3 separate regions of the Mus musculus genome follow, and all the other regions are linked to region 2. Evidence: chromatin contacts called from public promoter capture Hi-C data. All regions are on one chromosome and are shown on one strand. Each heading gives the region's core, a stretch centred on a gene start, on an enhancer-like site or on the middle of the called end of the contact. The rest is flanking DNA. Distances are from core to core; before and after follow the strand shown.

What was found. Promoter capture Hi-C pulls out the DNA fragments that hold promoters and counts their contacts.
Region 1: a contact with region 2 is called in a promoter capture Hi-C map of pre-B cells, with 2.9 times the contacts expected there. The contact joins the promoter of Aldh2 here to the promoter of Kdm2b in region 2. A contact is called at or near these places in 3 of 39 promoter capture datasets (hippocampal neurons, liver and pre-B cells).
Region 3: a contact with region 2 is called in a promoter capture Hi-C map of pre-B cells, with 3 times the contacts expected there. The contact joins the promoter of Brap here to the promoter of Kdm2b in region 2. A contact is called at or near these places in 2 of 39 promoter capture datasets (liver and pre-B cells).

The regions. Positions count from the first base shown.
Region 1 is chr5:121,592,377-121,595,076 of GRCm38.p6, forward strand. Aldh2 (aldehyde dehydrogenase 2, mitochondrial) reads right to left here and starts at 1,448. Exons shown (of 13, transcript NM_009656.4): 1 at 986-1,448. The coding sequence starts at 1,105.
Region 2 is chr5:122,987,829-122,990,528 of GRCm38.p6, forward strand. It overlaps Kdm2b (lysine (K)-specific demethylase 2B), which reads right to left and starts at 1,271. Exons shown (of 23, transcript NM_001003953.2): 1 at 1,040-1,271. The coding sequence starts at 1,072. A930024E05Rik (RIKEN cDNA A930024E05 gene) reads left to right here and starts at 1,526. Exons shown (of 3, transcript NR_045820.1): 1 at 1,526-2,263.
Region 3 is chr5:121,659,240-121,661,939 of GRCm38.p6, forward strand. Brap (BRCA1 associated protein) reads left to right here and starts at 1,324. Exons shown (of 12, transcript NM_028227.3): 1 at 1,324-1,609. The coding sequence starts at 1,528. Acad10 (acyl-Coenzyme A dehydrogenase family, member 10) reads right to left here and starts at 1,271. Exons shown (of 21, transcript NM_028037.4): 1 at 1,054-1,271.

The DNA of each region.
Region 1 (2,700 bases), core at 198-2,697, 1.4 Mb before region 2:
CCAGACAAGAACCCAGACTTCACCTTAACTTGGCTCTTTAGGAACCTGACCAGACCTCAGTCTCTTGAGCTGTGTAGTGGGGATAGTTATAGCATCAAACTCCCAGTTCTAAAGCTTATGGGTTAAAGACTGAATTGTTTAGGACGCTGCCCTGCACAAAGGTTGGGGGAGGGGACTTTTGGGGAACCCGGACTGCAGCTCACACCAAGTGCCAAGTGCACGAGGCCCTGTAGTATCAAGAGACATGGGATCACTGTCGCCCAGCACTGGGAAGCCTGGGGCAGGAGAATTACAAGTTCAAGGCCAGCCTGGACAACTTAGTGAGATCCTGTTTCAAAGAAAAAGTAGAGAGAAAGCTGAAGACCGGAGGTGGTAGCTGCGTGTCTGGCCTGCACAAATCCAAAGTGGGGTGGGAGTGGCTGACGGAAGAACACAGAATTCCGGGCCAGCCTTGGCTACAAAATGAGATCTTCTTTCAAAATAACACATCAAGATATCAGCCCTGACTGCTTTCCCATTTTACAGAAGAGGGCAGCCAAGTCCCACTTGTTGCACAAACAAAAAGAATACTTCACAACCACGTTCTTTCATGTGATTCCAGACTTTACCAAAACTCAAAAAGCTAAGACAACATTCCAAAGTCCCGGTTGGGTAAGAGCGGCCACAGAGGGGTCCTGACCCAGCTTTTGCTTCTGAACTCTGGCTCAGGTCTGCGTGAATCGGGTAGGGGTGTATGGGAGGTCTCGCAGAGAGGAGCTGGGACGGCTGGGCCTTCCTGGGTGAACCCGGACCGCGCGGGGAAGGAGCAGGCTGCATCGATGCGGGGTAAAGAGGCCCAGGACTGTCCCAGGCCGAGAGGCGACACACTGCGGCCACATGGGCAAGGGAAGACGCGCGCAAAGATCGCTGGGCGCGGAGGGGAAACTGAGGCCGCGTCGCCCGCTCCGTCCCGCCCTAGGGCCCGAGGAGGCGAAGTGAGTCTCACCTGGTTGCAGAAGACCTCAGGCTGATGGTTGGGGGCTGGCACCGCGCTGGTGGCGGCGGCGGACAACAGGCGGCTCAGGCGCGGTCCGCGGCGGACAGTGGTGAGTGCGGCGCGCAGCATGCTGAACTGAGCGGAGCTTAACTGACCCGAACTGAACTGAAATGGGCGAGCCGAGCCGAACGGAGCCGAGAGAAGCCTTGCCGATCGGAGGGCGACTGCAGCGTTGAAGAACAAGTCCTCGCCTCCGCCCCCTGCAGCCGCCAATGGGAGGCGGAGACACGGGGGCGTGGTCAGGGAGTCCCAGCCCCTCACGGCCTAAGGGGCGCGACCCCTGGCTCCCAAAGCCAAGTCAGAGATGGAGTTTGCAGAACCCTGAGAAAGCCTAGCCAGAGTGGTGTGCGCTCCTAGCAGGGTGGCTGGCGCCTAAGGCTCACATCTGTGCAGATATGGCGGCGAAGAGAATTCATGAATGCGGTTATTCCATGAACAGCCTGGGACTGGGCACTTGAGGTGCAGGACGTCATTGGCTAGAAAGAGACGTGGACGCCTGGTCACTTGTGTGCCTTTCAACCAGGTGAACGCATCACTAGGCTAAGGAGATGGTGAGAATCTTGGCAGGGGCTTCTGGGTAGTGCAAAGAGAAGTGTTTTGAAACCCAGGAGCCCCAAACTGGGTGGAGCCCTTGGAAGCTGAGGCCCAGCCTGTTTCTGAAGCACCCAGAAGGAGGAGACTGCTGTGTATGAGCATCGCCCTGCTTTGGTGACTCGAAGGATATTGTCACCCGCGCTGTAATAGCCAGTGACCAGACAAGGTGTCTGGGCGCGTTTCCTCGTGTGCCTCTCATTTTAGCACCGGACAGCTGAAGTTGTTCCGGACTCCGCACCGTTAGCACAAAACATGAGGAAAAAAGCATTTAAGGACCTCACAGGCTGGTCACATGACCCACCGTAGGTGCAAAGGAATCTGGGAAACTGAGAACGCTGTTGGGAGAAATTAAAAAGGAGCCACTGAGCAGACTTCCAGATTCCCCCCGGGGGTCTGCACATACAGAAATCCAAAAGATATGCTCGAATTTCATATCTCCCTGGAGACTGTGCAGCTCTGTATTAGTCAATCAGGTCAGAATGAAAGCTTGGCTCAGAGAGACACACAGGACCCCTTTGTTTTCAGAATTAAAAAAGAAAAACAGCAGAAAAATGGGTCTGGGTCTTTAATCTCAGCATTCAGGAAGTATTTATTTTATGTTTATGAGTACACTGTAGCTGTACTGATGGTTGTGAGCGATCATGTGGTTGCTGGGAATTTGAATTCAGGACTTCTGCTTGCTTGCTCAGGTCGGCCCCGCTGGCTTCAGTCTAAAGATTTATTTATTATATATCTAAGAACACTGTAGCTTTCTTCAGACACACAGAGGATGTCAGATCTCATTACTGATGGTTGTGAGCCACCATGTGGTTGCTGAGATTTGAACTCAGGACCTTTTGAAAAGCAGTCAGTGCTCTTAACCTCTGAGCCATTTCTCCAGCCCTAGCATTCAGGAAGTAGAAGCAAGCAAATCTCTAGAAAGCTCGAGGCCAGCCTGGTGGTCTACATATGAGTTCCGGCTAGCCATCAATATATACATACATACATATATATATGTATATATATATATCCCTTCAAAAGTTTCACCTGCAGGGGCCCTCTGGGTGTGTTTGCTTGTTCTGCGTGGCAAT
Region 2 (2,700 bases), core at 21-2,520:
CCCCGGACATTACTGAGAGGACTTGGGGGGGTCTCCTCTCACCCTGGGCCCACCAAGAACAGGTGCAAGAGTCGCGCGCCCACTGCACCCCAGCATTGCAATCTGAGCAACTTTGCGCAAATGCCAAAGATGCTGGAAAGCAGAAAAAGGGGCTCACACCCCCAAGGCCCGACTGCCCTTAAACGAAGCAATCCCTTCTTGCATCTTTGGAAGCTATGGAAATGGTATTTGGGGGCTTTCCTCTGCCCCCACGCCAAGTGATGTGCTAAGCTTTGCCCACTCGACTGGGAGCCTGGTTATGTAACCCCTGAAGGGGGCTCCGGGTATGAGCTGGCGGGGCAGATGTAGGCCCCGAGAGAAGCCGCTGCAGCAACCGGCTCCGCGGTAACAGCAGCCCTGGCGGCCACGGCGGCCAACCCGGGAAGCCGGAACCCAGGGCCGGCGGCATTACTAAGGCTGGAGCTGCTCCCGAGCTACAGAAAAGCTGGAAAGCTGAAACGGAAGGGTTGAGACCCTAACGGCCCCCGCCGACCGACCGCTAGTGCAAGAAGAGGAGGGGAGGGGAGGAGGTTAAGAATGTGGGGGGAGAGAGGCAGCCAGCCCACCACAAAGCTTCTATCAGAGACCCCAAAACGCACCAGCAGCTGCCTCATCTCCCCACGAGCGCGCGCGCACACTCACTTCCTAAGGAGACTCCCCCACCACTCCCCGCATCCTTCTTCCTCCTCCCTCCGCCGCTCAGCACCGAGCCCCGCAGCCCCCCAGATCCCAGGCGAACCCCGAGCCCGCTCAGTCCCTTCCACGCCTTTCGGCGTTGCCTCCTCCCCACTTAAGTGTCTGAGACCCTGAGCCTCACAAGAGACTGGAGGAGTAAGCTGCTTGCTTCCTTTTGCATGCAATTTATTATTTTTTTCCGGTCCTCTTGCAAAATACAGAAAAGGAAAGAAAAGGCAGCAAGAAACAACCAAAAAAATAAATAGATAGATAAATCGATCATATACCAGATACAGATTTGGGGGAGAAAAAAAAAGCTACACACCAATCTTCTTCCAGAGTCTTTCTCTGCCTCCATTTTTTTAGGAGAGTTCACCAATTAATTGTCAACACTCCTGCCCCCTGCATTTTGGCGGAGGGGGAAAGGAGGGAAGACCAAAGAAAAGAAAGCAAAAAAATAAATAAATAGAGCAAGCCAGAGCCGATATCTACAAAGTTTTGCACCAACACTTAAGCAGATCCGTTTGCAAAGTCCTAGGAAACCATTTTCAGCAGTTGTGGGGGGGGAGGCGTCGACGTCATAATCCCCGGAACGTAAACATTGTTGCCGATCGCGCTCGGAGCTTGCGGCTAGGCTAGTTGGGGAAAGGGGGGGCTCGGGTTGGGGGTGTCGGGGACCGCAGCCGTAGGAGGTGTGGGGCCAGAAGGGAGCCTGGGACGCACCGGGCGCTGTTAGCGCCTTGGCATCGCTGTTTTGTTGTTGGGTCACGAGTGCGCCTCTGCACGCAGGCGCCGCCGCCGCCCGGGAGCTGACTTTTGGAGGGCTGAGTTGCAGGCGGCGGGCGCATCCCAGAGATGGCGGGGCAGGGAGGGAGGGAAAGAGAGGAGGGGGTGGGGAGGGAGGTGCAGATTTGCACGGATGGCCTCAGCGGGAGGCGCGGAAATGCTAGCCAAGCCTGCTGGCGTGAAAGCCCCCGGGGCCTGGCACCCCCCAAAACGACCCCCCACCTCTGCCCCTGCCCCCTCTTGCTTGGGTTACGCAGGGCTGTCCCTCTCTTCCTTCACCCACCTTTCCTCATTACCTATGCTGGCGACCTAAATTCAAAGTATTTTGTATGTGTGATTTCTTTTTCTGTTTTGCTTTTCTACTGCATGCCTGGGGGGAGGGGCCAGCCTGTCCAGACCCTTATCCATTTGCGAACCTGCCATATGGAGGAGGCATCTGAGGGGCTCAGAAAGAAATTACCTCAGCACTGTATCTGTACAGACTGCATAACTTTTAAACTCCCGGGGCTGAAATAATAATATGGAGACACACGCACAGGTACAGGAAATACAGCCAGTCCACAGCCTTTTCAGACTGCAGCTGACCGGAAGAAAGCCTTTGGTTCATTCATTCGGATAGCCTCGGTAGTACAGCCCTGAAATAGAAGTTGGGCTTTTAAAGAGAAAGGAAAAAAAGTCTCTACACTCGCTGAGAAGAGATAAATCGATACACAGGAGGGAATAGAGAATCGGATTCAGCGTCTCTAATGCAGGCAGGCAAAAGGTAAGCCTCTCTCGTGTGGCAGTTTAAGAGAAAAGTGGTGGTTGTTTGTGGCTTTCTGGGGTACAGCAACCTTGATTGATCCATATTGTTTCTCAGCGGAGAAGGGGGGCAGCCTTTGTGAATATTCCTGGAGTAGCAGATCCCCAATGTTCCTCCGTCTTTTAAGTAGTGCTTGTGACTGCTTCCAGAATTGACTGACCCTCAGTGGTCCTGGAATTCCTTTAAGTTGAGAGAAATGCTGGCCCTAAACTTTGTTTCCCTCCGGGCCTCTTCCTTTCTTGCAAGGGCCTAATGACAGCATCACAAGGATGTTCTGAGAGACCTCCCAGGTGACGCTAGCTTGGCGTACAAGCTAAAGCAGGTCATTTTGCACCCTGGAGAAACCCAGATTCAAGAAATTATGAGTTTAGGTGACTGCTGTTTTTATCTTGTCCCAA
Region 3 (2,700 bases), core at 74-2,573, 1.3 Mb before region 2:
AACACCTCTATATATTGTATGTTCCTGTTACAGGTACCATTTGTATCCATGGCCTCTCCCAGACCTCTTACACTATAGCATGTACACAATATTGTCCTTCCTGACATGTCATATTTTTTCTCCATATATGCACTAATCTTACCTGGCCTTTCTTCCTTTCTTTCTCCCTTTCTTTCTTTCTTTTCTCCTTCCTTTCTTTCTTTCCTTCTTTCTTTCTCTTATGTGTGTGTGTGTCCTGAACATTGTTTCGATTATATCGTGTGTATGTGTGTGTGTATTTTAGACACTGAACCCAGAGCCTATACCTAAAGCATTCTAACCCTTAAGTGCATTCCTCAGTGTGTGTGCTCACTATAGCACCTGCACAGAGGACAATCTTGAGTTAGTTCTATCCTGCCATCTTGTGAAGCACAAAGCCTTCAGCAGAAGCCTGGAAGTAACCCTGGCACTGATGAGGTGGAAAAGGCAGGAGGGTCAGAAGTTCAAGGACATCTGATTCCAATACGTAGAGAACATAGATTATCTTTTCTCCAATATATAGGGTTCTCAGTATCTTGGGCTACTCAAGACCTTGTCTCAGAACAACTCAAAACCTCAAAACAACTAAACAATGGCCAGACGGTGGTAGGGCAGGGCTGTATCCCACAACTCCAGAGGCTTAGGCAGGCAGATCTCTGAGTTCGAGGACAGCCTGGTCTACAGAGTGAGTTCTAGGACAGCTAGGCGTACTTGGAGCAACTCTGACTTGGAGAAGAAAACAACAAAAACAAACAAAAAATAAAACAAAACCAAACACATCCAAACCACAAAACCAAATTTAACCATGACCTATAGGCTTCCCAGCGTATCCCTGTCTCTTACACAGCGTTTTGTATCACACAACCGAGTGGTTATGCAATAACTAGCTCAGGATCGCACGAGTGCTGAAGCTTGTCCTGTCTGGGGCTGTTTTCTGTGTCCGCAAAAATAATCATCCCACGCAGCCCCGCAGTGCCCGGCTCTCAGTGGATTATCTGTGAAGTCATTGCGCTCCTAGCCAGCCCCTCGCCATACCTGCAGAAAGTTACAACCCTGAGGTCGAAGACCCAGGAAGCCTCAGAGTCTCTGCGGACCCATAGACTCTCGGTGAGCCCTGCGGGAAAACTAAGGAGGACAAACGTAGAGAGGGGTCAAACGCAAAATAGGAGCCAGGCGTCTTTGCGTGCTCTGCGCACGCTCCTCGGACCCTGTCCAGACGGTCAGCCAAGGGGGCAGAAGCAGCTGTCGAAAGCGCATGCGCGCCCGGGGCCTCGCCCCTTTCCGCGTGCGCGTGCGCGACCCGGCGGGTCAGAGACGGCGGCCGACAGGCGGAAGCGGAGGTTGTTGTGGCTCGGCAGGCTGCGCGCGACGGGGGCTGCCGCTGCTGAGGCGGCGGCCGCGGCTTCTGAGGCGGTGGCGGCGCTGCCGACCGCGGGCCGCTCGGCCTCTGGGCTCGGGCCGCAGCCTTCCGTCAGCCCACCGGGGCCCACGCCGAGCAGCGCCTGTCCTATGAGTGTGTCACTGGTGGTCATCCGACTGGAGCTCGCGGGTCACTCGCCGGTCCCCACCGACTTCGGCTTCAGCGCCGCCGGTGAGTCGGCGGCCTCGCGCCGGGCCGGAGGGTCGGCAGCCCTCGCTCCACCGGCCCCCGGACTTGCCGGGCGCCTCTGCTCGACGTCGCCCTCGCTGCGAGAAAGCGCGGCCCAGGGCGCGGGGGCGATGCTGTGCGCCTTTCCCAAGCTGGCAGTCAGACAGACCGGTGGGGAAAGGATTTGCCCAAAGTTAGGTGTGAGTGGCTGGAAACGCGAGTTTTAGCCCAGCCGGGGACCGAGAGGCTGACGTCTTCACCACCGGCCACAGACTTCCTTAGTGGGTCATGCAGCTTCGGCTCTTCCCGTGATCGTCACAACCTTACCTGATAGCATTGAGGATCCTGAAGTGAAGGCAGGAGGACAGGCAACCAGAAGCCAGGCAGGGTTGGGGGGGGGGGGCGGAAACCTGTCTCAAAAGACCGACGAGAAAAAGGTGTGTGTGGGAGGGCGATTGCTTGGTATCTGTCAAGAGTTTTGTCATGCCCTGAATCAGACTTGGTCTGATATGTGCCATACGGACTAAATGTCCCAAGTTGATGGAAAAGAGAAACGGACACTTAGTTTGGAGAGCTGGGCTGGCGCTCGTTCTCGGAAGGATGGCATCCTGGACACTCTGTGGGTCCATTCTTTGGAGCTGCAGTAGAAGAGTGTGTTGTGGTCTTTCTTGGTCTTTGAGACTCCAGTGACTTGATTTATTTCAAGGTTACAAGCGAAATTCCAGAGCTCAAAGTGACCCCTAGATCTGAAAGTCAGTTAAGTTGGCACTAGGCACAAACAGGTAACTTCATCCTGGCCCAGTCCTGGAGACATTTATGCAGTAAAGCCTAGGGGGAGAGTACCTACTGTGTGCTTAGATGTGTGGATCGGGTGCTGAGAACTCCTACTGTGTGCTTGGTTGTGTGGGTTGAGTGCCGTACTGGACAGGCCTGGTGCCTGCCTCAGAACTGATGTTAAGGAATTTCGGTCACATCTCCGGGTTTCTGAAATGCTGCTTATTCATTAATAAGTAGAGGGACAGAGGCAGACACTGGAAAAGAGCCTCATCCAGGGGGACACGCCATAGAGGAGCAGGAAAGCTATTGATTGATGT